Linked DNA regions of Capsicum annuum: region 2 is linked to region 1. A link is a contact called in public Hi-C data. All regions are on one chromosome and are shown on one strand. The core of a region is the stretch at or near the end of the contact, and the rest is flanking DNA. Distances in the headings are between cores, read along the strand shown. Region 1 holds the start of LOC107870731 (replication protein A 70 kDa DNA-binding subunit A). Region 2 holds the start of LOC107870733 (40S ribosomal protein S3-3).

What was found. Hi-C and Micro-C count contacts between places; a contact is called where the count stands out from the background.
Region 2: a contact with region 1 is called in a Hi-C map of leaf, with 2.5 times the contacts expected there. The contact joins the promoter of LOC107870733 here to the promoter of LOC107870731 in region 1. A contact is called at or near these places in 2 of 5 Hi-C or Micro-C datasets (leaf and placenta).

What each region holds. Positions count from the first base shown.
Region 1 is chr5:100,585,735-100,593,150 of UCD10Xv1.1, forward strand. It overlaps LOC107870731 (replication protein A 70 kDa DNA-binding subunit A), which reads right to left and starts at 3,699. Exons shown (of 2, transcript XM_016717339.2): 1 at 3,265-3,699; 2 at 237-2,309. The coding sequence starts at 3,524. The coding sequence ends at 647.
Region 2 is chr5:100,743,407-100,750,822 of UCD10Xv1.1, forward strand. It overlaps LOC107870733 (40S ribosomal protein S3-3), which reads right to left and starts at 2,689. Exons shown (of 6, transcript XM_016717342.2): 1 at 2,453-2,689; 2 at 2,231-2,378; 3 at 797-968; 4 at 32-86. The coding sequence starts at 2,491.

The DNA of each region.
Region 1 (7,416 bases), core at 2,449-4,948:
ACATCTCTGTCATTTCACCAAGAAAATAATTTTTCTGAAAGCTGTGGATGATTTGTTTACTCTTTGAGAGGCAAGCTGCGGTTACCAAAATAGCTGAAGAAATCCAGTAAATGCAAATGATAACATGCCAGATAATGTCACACAACAGAAGTAAAGACAAGCTCCTCCAAAATCAGAATCCAAATTTAAAATTCTAAAAAAAGAACAATTCAAAAAAAAAATCCATTTCATACATCTAAAACAAGAACAGCAGAAAGATTATTATTCCATCCAAGATAAGAGTGTTCTCACAACTCACAAGGTGGCAAAGGTGAAAAACACCACTATTGGATATGGAGAGGATGGATTTACCAAATCAATAAAAATAATAGTCCTTAATGATGAAGCTAATGAGAGTAGTACTGCAAATTCAACTCATGGGAAGGGGAGAAAACGTATTCCTACCAAATCAAGTGGATATTAAAGCTACATTAAACCAGTAAGTGGGATTTCTAAGCAAGAATGCAATTAATGTACCTTTCTATGGCAATGAAAAGAATAATCACCTGACTTCAACAATGACTTTCTGCCTAAATCTCTCTGCAAAGAGGACCAATGGGTTTCCTAAAAATGGACTCAATAAGAATCTCTTGTCTGGCTTCCTGTGTTAAGAAAGACGGAATTTTGAAATCAAATCAATAATATATCTGCTTTCTGTAGAATGGTTCACTTTCTCTGCCTTGACAACTGTAATTTTCACTCTCTGCTCATCACCATAAAATTCCTCTTTGATTTTAAGCCTGAACATAAATTGTGTGAAGAGGCAGTTCCTAATAATTTCAGAAAATCTGGCATCATCAGCCTCTTCATATTTCATCCTGTACAGCTCCTTCGCAGGACAGCCTAAAATCTCTTTGCCAGATTCCTGGAAAGTTGTCACCCATGTTAACCCAGTATGATCTTGAATTTGAGCTTGAAGAAGGTATCTGTAATCACATTCCTCAAACTCCTGATTGCACCTATCACATTGCCATATGGAATTTCCTGACCTGGTAACTTTCTTATTACATTGTCTATATCCAATCATCAAGGGGCAAGCAGTATAACAGAAAGTGTCGGTTTTGATGAATGTTATGGTTGCCTTAACTGTAACCCAGTCTGGTTTATCTGATCTACCAAGCCCTTCATCCTTGATCTGAGAGACAGTCTTGCGTATCTCATTTTTTGATCCTTCACGCATGTTTTCCTTAGATATAGATTGAGAAGCAATGTCTTTTCCCCCCTGATCAAACCATTCTCTTAGAGTTTGAGCCTCTGCGGAATCTGGATTTATGAACAGCTGAGTGGAAGAAATTGTTCCAATGGATTTCCCAGTGAAGTCACTAACTTTTGCAGCTTTAACAGCTAAAACAGGGGAAAATGCAGCTTCTGCCAGTTCTTGCAACCTTTGACCTTCCCTGTTACAGAAATCTCCCCATAGTGTCAGCTCGACACTTCGCCCGGACTGATCCTTTAGATTCAAGATTCTTTTTTGAGTTTCCATTCCATTCTTTCTCACAATAGGAATAGAAGGATTGACTGCCGTCACAATTCCAATCACATCTATGATTGAATTGTTTTCTGCACTTTCAATTTCACTAATAGGTCTAAATGAGAATTGCTGTCTTGGTATAGAGGCATCTTCATCTGGACAGAGATCTACAGTTGAGGTAGTCTCCAAAAATATTTCCCATTCATTCTTCAAATGGTTGAAGTTCTTTTGAGCAGGTTTCAAGCTGCCTTTTGATATCATGTACACCTTTCCAGCATCAATTTTGTCATAGAACCGATCAACAACAGCATTAAAACAAGTGACACGTATTTCACCCCCATCAGAATCAAGGAGATCAAAGGAGAAGACCTTTCCATCTCCTCTAGAATTATTATAGCGGCGTAGTTCCCCCTTTACAGTCACTCTAGCCTTAATAGCCCACCGACCCTGATAGGGATTCAATGCTGCAATTGGAATAATGCGGGCAGGTGCTTCATTCTTCATGATTGCCCCATCGCTTTTGTAATTTGGAGGAGGTTGATATGCAGGTTGAATTGCCGGTGGGTAGTTCTGCATGCTATTACCTGAATTTTGAGCGCTCAAATTTTTACTGTTAGCAAAGCTTGCCTGGACAGATCTTTGAGCACTCAAGTTACCATTGTTACTCAAGATTGCAGACCCAGAAGCTACATTAGATGTAGCTTTCTGAGCTCCTAAATTAGATTCTACAATCATTTGCGGGTTCCCAATTATTTCACATTCTGGTATAATAGTTTCCATGTTGAGGACAACAATGATTCTGCAAGGAAACAAGATAAACACTCAGCCCAAGTTCCAATCAAAGGTATAATCCAGATTGCTGGGGAAAATTAAGATACTACTCTCTTATTAGACAAAACAGACACTTGCTTGATCCCCAAATACAGTATCCTATGCACAAAAATGACACATTCTTCTAATCTATTGGAAACTATTTCTAGCACCCAACTCACGATGACACCAAAGGAAAGATGACATGACTTTGGCAGTACAACAATTTCTACAGGCAAAACTGCTTCATGGTTCTGAGACAATCCCTAGTCTATGTAGAAAATATTTATAAAGTTAAGACCAACCAGAATTGAAACTAATATTTACAAGAAACTAGTGTTTTGTTATGTTGCGCTGTCTACTCAAATTATTACGGAGTAACTCTCGACCATTGAGACAATTACAAAATAGTTTCCTTCCATAGATCAATTGTAACTAAACCTTAAACAACAAAATAAAAGCCAAAGCTATCTTTACGTTCGGAATGACTTGTAAAGGGATGATAATACAAATGCACATACAAGAAAAAATTGGAGAAAACAATAAGTTACATATGTGTAGTGAATTTTGCATAGAAGTGCTTGTCAGAATGATTAAGGGATAGATTCTCTATGACAACATCAACATTTTAGTTAAAGCTCAAAACAACAAAATCCAAGCCAAATCTATCAAAGTTACAATCAAAATGACTAGTGTACGAATGATAAACACAAAATGAGCTTAAAAGGGGAATAGGAAAAAAACAAAATGTATAGGTGCTTTTTTTTCCATAGAGACGTAAGTGCACATCCAAATCATTGAGTAATTCTCTATTAGGGCATCAACATTCTAATAAAGCTGAAACAACAAAACCAAAGCAAGTTTTACATGGATAAAAAACACATAATAAAGCAAGTTTTATATGGAATGAAACGTAGAAGCAAATGTAATCATCTGTACTGTACTTGCGATTTTGAACAGTGCTACATATGTATTCAATCAACTGAATGACCGAGGTTTTGCGAACACGGCCAGTTTTGACACGGTCATTGAGCTGAGTAGCAAGCATCGCCTGCTGAGTCGACTCTGAGTCGGAGAGTGTGAGTCGGTATCGTTCCTGTGTGGTGCCGATTAGCTTGATGTCCAATACCTGAACCACTGGCTTTGAGTTCACGTCCCCCGCGTTGATCGCCGGGATCGCGTTTGCCGTCAAGTTCACCGCCATTTTGAATTTGAGAGACTTTTGAGTGATAAACTTTTCGTGAACGCTTTGAATTCACAAATTTATAGGGAGAGGGGGAGGGGGGGCGGCAGATACCAGATAGATAGTGAAAAGGGGATAAAATGGCGTGTTTAGAAACCGACCTATTAGAAAATGAGACCAATACACACTTGGTCTAGTACAAAGATTGCGGATTGTGGGCTTTTCTACTATTTTCCAGCAATTTACTGCTCCACATGTTCGGATTTACGGGTTATATTTTCACTTGAAATTATCTATTAAAAAAATAATAATTGATATAGTAATTTTATAATATTAATTCTATTAATTGATGTTTAGAATAGATATTGAAAAATAATTGAAAGAATAAATAATTAATATTAAAGATAAAATATAAAAATATTATTTTTTCTTGATTTATTAAAAATGAAATAAAATAAAAATTAAATTAGAAAAATAGTAATAAGTAAATCGGAGGTAATATATATTTTTTGAAAACCTCATACATGAAATAGGATCCTTGACTTTATTTTTATTTCTTTTGTTTGATAACCTTAACATCACTTGCGTAGCCATCAACAGTAGGAGGTCTAGCATTGATCATGCATGTTCTTAGACGTCGTTTGGCTATGAAAATCATAATTTTTCGAAGTTAAAAATAGAGTTGAAGTTAGAGTTGTGTTTGGCCATGAAAATCAATTGAAGTTGTTTTTGAAATTTTATTAGAAAAGTAATAGTGAAAATAGTGAAAACAAGTTTTTCTTGTTTTCACTTTTTCAAATACAATTTCAAATTATATTTGAAGTTTCCATAGCCAAACACTATTGTTCTCACTTTTTTCAGTAAAATGAAATAATTTTCTAGAAAACGATAAAAAAATACTCATGGTCAAACGTCTACTTAGTTTTGGTTACGTAGAGTAGTGGTTTTTTCAATTAATAAGGTGGAATGAGTGATGATGATGATATTTGTGATGTTTATGGTGATTTTTCTAGAGGTGGTTTGATGGTGGGATAATTATATGTAATGTAATTTTATGTTTAGGTGTGTATAGCGTTAGAATGAGTGTATATAGGGTGTATGTCATATTTTTCATCGTATACAGTGATATATACATGATAACAATTACATACAACGACAAATGTATTATATCACTATCTAATTGTGAGTATGCCATGGGTATCATCTATATCTATATATAGAGATAAATTTGCATTGTATTTGCAAGAAGATAAAATAGCAAAAGATAATTAAAAGTAATACTTTGTTGACTTTAAATTTAAAATAATATCAAAAAATATAAATTACATATTAGAAGTAGATAGTTATCATGCTAAACACTTCTAGTTAAACTTTTATTGTTATATAACCACTCCCCTAAAATTTGGTTATTTGATCAATTGTTTTGAATTTGAATTGGAGGTAAAATATTTGTTCAAAGATTAACTTATAATTTAAAAAAAAAAAAGTTATTATTAGATGTGCTTAATTAGTAATCATGCTATACAATTTCTTTTTTGGCTACACTACTAATGTTAATATTTATCTCAAATATAATGAACAAATAATAATTGTAGTAGTAGTAATAGTAATAGTAATAATAGTACAACGTAATAGTGGTAAAATAAAAATTGTTTTAAAATTTTTATTGTTGTTATTATCGTCTCATTGATTTCTATATTTATCTCAACTCAAATATATTGATTATAAATATATATTATATTTGAAAAAAATGTAAGAATAAGGAAGAATAATAAACTAATATTTTTTTAATAAATATATTTGATATTTGAATTTGAATGGAAATGAAATTTTATCATTTATCCTCTCTTATATATACTTTTCTATCATCATCTTTATTCATGAATTTGTTTATTGCACTTTTTATCCCTCATTTTAAAAAAAAGTTCTTGATTTGACAATTTTCTTTTTTTTATGCAGGAAGGATATAATATTTTCATCATATCTTTCTCTGTGAATGTTCAAGGTCCATCAAATTTAAATTGATATAAGTATTTTTTCTTTTTGATGATTCAATTTAAGGAATAATATTATTGTGACTATTTTTTTTATCATCATAATTATATATCTCCACCATCATCTCTTTCTATTGCTTTCATGGTAATCTTTAACATCATTAATTCATTATAATCTAATTAAGTTGACTTTTTAAAAAATTAAACTAAAAGATTATTTTGAACTTTAACATGAAAAAGTAGAAGTTATATTTTCACCGGTTACATAAATATATACAGAAATCATTTGCGATATTGACAATTATTTTTTGATATCATAAATTTATATTTAATTTATAGTATGTTAATGTCTGATAATTGAGTATTGATTAATTAATAAATTGAATTGCTTTGGGCTTCTTGTCTTAACATTCAGAGTTTTTAGATCATATTTTAATTATAACGAGCAAAGTCTTAAATTGTGTATACCAAGTAATTATAATCCTAACAAATGATGAAAATAATGAACATTAAACTATTAAATAAAAATAATTTAGATTTAAAATTCAGCATTCTATATTTTGAAAAAGAGAAAAAAACCCAACTATCATTGTGTGTAATACAATAGAAAAATTAATTTAAAGTTAATCTAGATAAAAGTAATTAAATTTCAGTAAAAAAGATATAGAAAAATAAATGGTTGGGGGATGATATTTTATACTAATTTTAAAAATATAATGAAGTAATTAGATTACACACATATTACTTATAATTTTTAAATAAAAGAGACGGAGGGGGGAGGGGGGGGGAGGTACAGCAGAATAAAAATTTAAAAACAATCAATATTAACAAATGAAACCTTTAATAAATAATATAATAAGAAAAATATGAAAAATAAAAACTTTTTGTTATAATTACGTGATTTTTTTTATTCAAATAAATTTGATTAGAAGTATGGGGGTGGGGGTGGAGGTGGAGGTGGGGTGGAGTGAGGTGAGCGATATTAACAATCTAATATCTTTAAATTATGAATGATTATTTTTTACTCATTTAAATTTGATTAAAAATGAGAGAGTGGGGTGAGAAAAATATAAATAATATCATATATTTAAATTGTGAATAATATAATAAAAAATATGAAATATAATTTTTTATCTATAATTACATGATTTTTTTTCATAAAAATTTGGTTAGAGGTAGGGGAGGTGGGGGCGAGAATGGGATTTAAAAAAAAAAACAAATTGAAGAGTGGGTTGGAGGTGATGGTAGGGGTGAGAGGTGCGTGAGGATAGAGAAAAAATTTATTTTACTTTTACATTTATTAAGAAACAATATCATAGTTAAATTTTTTTTAAGATAATAGAATTTAACATGCCCGAACAAGATATCTCAATTTGAAATATTAGAAATATTATTTTAACATTATCCGCATATTGCGCGGGTACATATACTAATTATTATATACATAATATATATGTGTGTGCGTGTGAGAGAGAGAAAGAGAGAGAGAGAGAGAGATATGAGACACACGTGGAGAGAGTAAATTGGGAAAGTCACAAGAGAGAATTCCGATAAAGTAAAAAAGAAACGAAAAAAATTACTTAATTTTGTAGCATAACTCCATTAATTTTTTGGTAGATTAGCAGGGGATGGTGGTGGAGCAACGAGAACAATGAAGGATGATGGGATGGGGAGAGTGAGGACTAGCTAGGAATAGTGTGAAAGAGAAGATAAGAGCAAATATCCAAAATTCCTAATTTTATGGGATTTTTTGGAGTCTGTATATATTTGTAAAGATTTAAGTGATTATTAATTATGATAAATATATATATATTTTTATATATCTTTGGATTCTATTTTTAATAATAGTAGTGTGTCAGTTGACGTATCACTAGCCTGCAACCTGATCAAATGTATTCATTATTCTACTAACATTGACA
Region 2 (7,416 bases), core at 1,439-3,938, 160 kb after region 1:
AAACAATGAATCAAGCTTCTTAGTAGCATACTTCGCATCCTTTGGCTCCACTCTCCATAATAAATCTCAGAACACCATAGCATGCCCTGTTGGAGATAATCATTAAGCTTTTGGGAATAATCTGAAAGAGATTAAACATAAAAGACTGAAGCCCAAAAATATTTACATAAGAACTTCAAGACAAGTTTCAAAATTTCGCTATCCAAGGACAGAGGTGTAAATATTTAACAACTCAACATGTCATTGGCAAAGCTCACTTGGTATAGTCATCTTCCAACACAAATTTGGCATTAAGTCAACCTATTTGCTTTATACATGACGGATAAGCTGGAGACAAGATACATGCTTGGTGGGGGAAATTAAGGCTAGGAACAAGGTCTAAAATGCAAATTGGATATTGAAATAAAACCTGCACCTCCTTTCAATTTTACTATGACATAATAACGGTTCTTAGCAATATGCCTTGATGGTTACTGCATGAAGACAAGAACACTTCATAGAATGAATGGCATGGTATCATTTTTTATAGTTATCATCCAACAAAGCACTGGTACTATAACATCAATTGTTTTGTGAATATAACATATACATGGGATAACTTCTAACAGAACCAAGAATACTGATAGCAAAACCACCGAAAAGAAAGGAGGAAAAAGTAAGATTAAATAGATACACAAATACCATTGATTGCTGACACTAAAAGAGCATTGCAGATTTACAGATATAAAACATTGAAAATATCATAAACTATGTTTGATGATGACATAACATCTGGAATGCAGATCAATATTATTACCTCCTAACAGCAAGACCACCAAGGAGCTTGTAGCGAAGAGATTCGGCCTGAGCAATAGCACAGAGTCCCCTGTTGTTAACCTTCTCAGCATAAAGCTCCACAGAGTTCTCTTTAAACTTGAAACGCTTCTGGACAACTGACGTTAATTCCCTGATTCTCCTACCCTTCTCACCTAAGACATAAATCGGTTTAAACAAAAAAATGCACTACTAAAAATAAATGAAGACATAAAAGGTCAATCAAAAGTTCAATCCCACCAGGCAAAAAGTCCTCTTACAAGTACAATCTTCAGAGTGGCTTAGATTTAGTGAGAAATATCAGAGGTTAATAACTACTTATGCAACTTGATGTTTTTAATGCCCTTTTGGATTGGCTTATATTAAGTGATTTTAACCCAAAATAGATTTCAAGTACTTTTGCAGTATTTGGGTAAAATTAAAAAAGTGCTTTTGAGCACATGTTATCAAAAAGATAAAAATAAGCCAAAAGCCCATCCAAACATGCTCTTAATATGATGCAAGATAAGTTATTGAGAGGCGAACCTTATACTTCTTTCTTTTTTCTCCATACAAATACATTATCTTGCAAGTTAAAAGACTAGTATGGCAGCATACAGTGTGAGACTTGAGAACTCACAGTTCAAGAGAGGGTAAAATGATTTTGTAGCCCTTCACAAATTTGTTTTTGGCCATCTCTTTCCTACCAAAGATCTTTGTTTTTATACATAAGAGAAGATCTTGGGTCATTACCTTCGATTGAAATTTTAAAGGGTTATGTTCACACATTTTCCTCCTTCAGAGAACCTCAATTTTACTTGAGAAGACAAACATGTTTTGGAAAAAATGGGCACGTATAATATGAAACATTATCTCCCAATTCCTTCTTGCACTTCTTTATTACAAAACTAAATAACAAAAAAAAGCCCTTATTCTACCAATTCTTTTCCCTTCCATTTTACTCCAGACTTCGCTCCAATTCACTTTCTTTCCCTATCCATACTAGCATTTGTAAACTGGCCACCAGGAAATGAAGTGGAGTAATAATATGTACAACTGCTAGCCAATTAGATCTCAAATCAAAATGGAGCTTTAAGAGATAGTAACAAAATACTAAATCAAACAAATTTTCCAATTGAAAACATATGTTTTAGGTAGGGCAAATCATGCACTAGTTGATCAATCATGAACTATGAAAGTAGCAGCTTCTTAGTTTCAAGCCTTAATCAGGAATATTAAATTGAATGGAATATCCACATTAAATACAAAAAAAAAAAAATACAATTATGTCTCAATCACAAACAGAGATCAACTCCGCAATACAAATCAGTCTATTAGTCATTCTGCTCAAATAATTTTCAACAATAGTTTTGCTCATAAAATCGCTTAAATTAAGAAAATGAAATAGAATAAATAAAACTGGAATAAGAGGAATCACCAAGAACATTCTGAGTACGAGTGGCTCTGATAATGATCTCAGTCCTGACGGGGGTTACTCTGACCTCGACTCCAGAGTATCCATCCTCAGCCAGCTCACGTGTCAACACTTCGTTCAGCTCAGCGAAGAATACTCCATCCGCCACAAACTGAAACAACAATCGTAAAATTTATTCCCACAATTTTCATTAAGAAATCTTATACAGAAAATTTGATGATTAACCTTTCGCTTTTTGCTGATCTGAGGAGCCTGAGTATCCATTTTCGCAAGGATTCACAATTACAGGTGGAGAAGCCGTAAGTACTTTACTTCAATGTTTGGACAGTTCGGTTGGATAGGGTTTTTGCAGCGTCTATATGGGCCTTTTGTCATCTTCCTGAGACAGAACCCAATTAAGTTGTGGGCTTTTTATTTGTCCATCATATGTCAATGGGTCATCCACACAAATGCCTCCAAATTATTTGGTTAGTATTTTAATTTTTGCCCCTTAAATTGGTGATCCTCAATTTTTGACCTTCATCATTTTATGTAATCCCTTATATAGGAAAATTTAAATAAAGATATATCCTAACTTTCTATTATTACATAAAATTTCATCTATCATATTTAAAAGATATCAAGGTTTGATTATACAAATCTTATCTTATCAAGAAGTTGAACATCACCATCTTCCTCAATTTATTTTGTGAGGGTAGTTTAATTTCTTAATTTTTTAAAATTTTACTAAATAAAAAATCTACGAGTTACTTATTGCATGTGTATAATTCTCAAAGTTTAAGCATAGTAATGGAGTCTGGTTTGAGTTTTATAGAAAATAGATCAAAACATCGAAACGATCCCGTCAAAATGAAGAGGTCGAGAGAAGTTGCTCGTACAAGCTCTAAAAAGCCCGTTGCTAAATCTTCAAGTAAGATAAAAAATGAAGAATTATTACAACCATGTCTTTCAAAGGTATAGTAATTTGTTATTGAATCTGTATTTTTTGTCGATTTACACATTCTTATACATTGTTATATAAGAGTGTTTTGTTGTTATTTCAACCTTATAAATAAATTAGTTATGTATAGTGTTAGAGCCATCTTCTTATACATTAAATTTGTTATGTATATGGTTAGATTACTTAGTAAATCCATGTTGTTATTTTTAACTATGATACATACCGAGTTATGTATATATTTATAGTTATGTCATTTGTTGGACGTTTTATTTCAATCCATATACATAAATTTGTTATGTATATGTATTGAAATCGGACACTGTTGGGCTGTTTAATTTCATGTCATATACATTACAGAGTCATGTATATGTTATGCATCAATAGTGTTATATATAACACAATTATGTATATGACTCTGTTAGACAAGACGGGTTGTGTGTATTTTAGCCCATGTGCATAGTAGTGTTTTGTATATGAAAAAACATTAGGCATGTATATGATGTGTTATCTTTATATTTTCAAGTTTTGTTTTTTATTATTATGTATATGTGATACCTGAGATGTGTATTTTGCAAACCTATATATATATATATATATATATAAGGGTTAGAGTTCAATGTTTTCATGTTCTTTAAATCTTATAAGAATCTATTTTTTTTTGTTTCAAATTTTTTCATACTTATGTAGTAAAATTTCCTTTATATGTAGACTAGGTAATAAAATTTTTCGTACTTACGTAGTAAAATTTCCTTTATACAAGTATTTTTATTTTTTTTAAATTTTCCATGTCCCTTTATTTTACAAAGGTCTTTTTTCTTTGGTTCTAATATTTTCTAAGTGATTTATATGGTAAATTTTCTTTTAGGAGTATATTTTTTGAAAAATTTACATAATTAAGAAATTCAATTAATCACACATTAATAAAGTATAATATTGGATAATTATTAGACTTGATTATTTCCTTAAATATTGTTTTGGATAATTATTAGACTTGATTTATTTCCTTATATACCATTAAGGAAGTTAGTTATGATACATAAGATACTTATGTATATTAACATTCAGTTATGTATATGAACAATTAAAATTTGGGAAAGAGAAATTAAAAAAAATAAGAAAAAAAGATAATTAAGAAGAAACGTGGTGGGATTTATGAAAGTTGCCCAATTATATATGATTGAAAATACCTTGACATTGAAAAAAAAAGTTGCAAGAAAAAAGTTTATATTTCGTATGCCGATAGAGCCATAGAGGTATAAGTTTGGTTTCAGAACTCACAAAATTAGTCTTAAGAGACATATATTCATTTATTCCCATCGGACTTTTATCAAATAAAACAAAAAATTTCTAGATTTATTCCTTATGAAATTAGGTGATACTTAATGGTACATTGACTCACAAATTTAATCAAATGAACAACATGAAAAAAAATCAAAGACCCCCTATTTGAGGGATAAAAGTTAAAGACCACCCATAAAATAGGGGCAATCGATGTAAAGATTTCATGTGAATTTGGGTCAAATATAGCAAGCATTTGGCAATATTTCATTGTAAAAATAAAAAAAAATAGTTCTTGTTTTCAAAGTAAAAAATGATATTTTAGTTGTGTTTGGCCATTAAATAAATTAGAGTTGTTTCTAAACTTATATGTGTACCAACAGCAGTGGTGGCGCAGCGGAAAGGGGCTGCCCCAACCTACCCAGAGGTCGAGGGTTCGACCCTGGGTATGGACAAACACTCTGTTGGGAGCTCTCCCTCCAGATGGAGCCCGACGCGGGGCGAATTCTGATATAGTCGAACTCCTAAAAAAGCGGGTACCGGACACCGGGTGGTTTAAAACCAAAAAAAAAACTTATATGGGTAATTTGGTGAAAAAGTAAAAATAGAATTTTCTTATTTTTGGATCTTTTTAAAAAAACTGAAAAAAGTGGAGAAAGTAAAAATAGAATTTTTCAAAATTTTTACGGTCAAATGTGTTTACTCTGAAAAAATGAAAAATTTTCCCATAGAGATTTTTTTGTGATTGCCCAGGTGAAATAAATTATGAAAAAAATGCATAAGTAGCCAAATTAGTGCAATTTTTTGTAAGAAAATACAGATACTTTTCTTTTAAAAATGTAGCAATATTTTTCATTCCAACATAACATATACATTAGGCCAAACACATCGACAAGCATCTCAACTTGACACAATCTTTCACTTTAACACCTTAAGTGAATGATGTTCTTTTAAACACCTAAACCAACTACAAACTGTGTCATTTTGGCATCTTTTTGCATCAGATCTGGTATGTGGGGTGTACTTTCTCCGAATTGGATTAAATGACCAATTTATTTGTGCCAACTCAGTTTAAATCGCCACATCATTATATACACCCATGATTTTTTTTAAAGCCAAAATTATTTTTCCTACCCAATCCATCTTCTTTAACCTCCATTAACGGAGGTTGAATTTTTCATCCTTTATTAGCTTTTTCAATCGAGGTATTTGAATATCCACAAATCACACTAGTCCAAGAAATCACATCTCTGTCTGTCATTCTATCAAAAACTTTGTAAGCACCCATCATAATCTTGCAAACCACATACTTATTAATCAAAAATTACCTACAAATAAATTCGACTCAAACTCATTCCTCATCACCTACCTGTGAACAATTCTTCCATGAACACAGATCTTTGATGTACACAAGAAGAAATAACTAAAGTGAAGGTATACTCATCGGGAAGAACCCAAATGGGGTGGTCTAAATTCAAGAGTTGGTGAAAAAGACTAAAACTTTTGAAAGGATTTTTTAATTTTTTAAAAAATTAGAAAATTAGTTAACAAAAGAAAACATGGGTGCTGTTTGGAGTTGAATTTACATAGGTTGAGTTCTTGGAAGTGAAACTTGCAGACCACATTATATTTTAATAATATTCTTTAAGAGTTAATTATCATATTAATACTATATACTATTCTTCGTGTTTGAATGTAAGACCCTGCGAAATTCTCTCGTAGAATGAACTTTAGAGCGTGTCAAGTGAGGCGCGATTCTGGCCCTAAAAGATTGAGAAGTGACTTCCTAAGTGCGTATCATTTTATCCATTTAGAATTTGCCTAATTTCAACTTTTTATCACATGAAAAATTTGATAATCTTTCCGTCGATATAAGATTCACCCAAATCCGATACCCGGATAAGAAATTATGGCTAATTTAAGTCCTAGTCATACAATAATGTCATTTTAGTGCATGGTGCATCGCGGAGTGGGTCTATTTGACAATTTTCAATTTCCAGTAGAACTCCGCGATAGTGGCGCATCGCGGAGGACCCCAATTTCCTAATAGTCAATTTCCAGTGGCCTGGCGCAATTGTGACGCGTCGCGCTAAAGTTCCAGGTCTCAACTAATGGGACAATGCAATGGCTCCGCGTCACGGTGACTATCAATTTCCCATTTATAAATTTCCAGTGATCCACCGTGATAGTGGCGCATTGCGGTGGCCCATGAAATTGGGTTCCCAGTATATTTTTTTTCAGCTTCGTACAGAAGTTAAAAAGGGCATTTTGGACTTTTTTCAAGCCTCTTAAACCCTGCAAACACCAAATCAAGTTCATTTACAAGAATTCTATGAAGTCTCTCTCAACAAAAACCCTAAGTATCCAAAACCTCTTCCAAGAATCTCAAGAATCCACCCTAGATTTTCTTAATTGAGTCAAGATTCAAGGTTCCGAAGTAAAAGACTTCAAGAACCCTCATTCAAGAGTACGAATAGAGTCCCAAAAGCTAGAGTTCATCCAAAGCTTCTAATTCAAGGTATGTGGGGTTTTGAACAAGGGTAATCCTTTCACCCTTGTACCCAAAAGCTTATTTAAACTATAATTCTCTGTAATTTATGAAATTTTACATGAAATCAAATTGGGGTTTTTCACCCATTGTTATTGGTTGCAAGCTTTTGATGTTTCCCTTGAATTGAAAGTCTAATGGCATGATTTTTACATGTTTTCTTGAGAAATTGCAGCTGGGTCTACACCCCATGATTTTAATCCTTGAGAAGTTAATAGTTGAAATGTTTGAAACATTGAAGTATATGAGTATATTGAGATTTTGAGATAAATTTCTAAAATTTCTAGATTTTTACATGAATTATGAATCTATATGCTATCTATTATGCTTTTGATGAGTTTTAACCTGAGATTGAACTATGGGTTACTAAGCCCTACTTTAGACTTGAGATTTTATGAACTATTGTGCTATAACCACCCATGA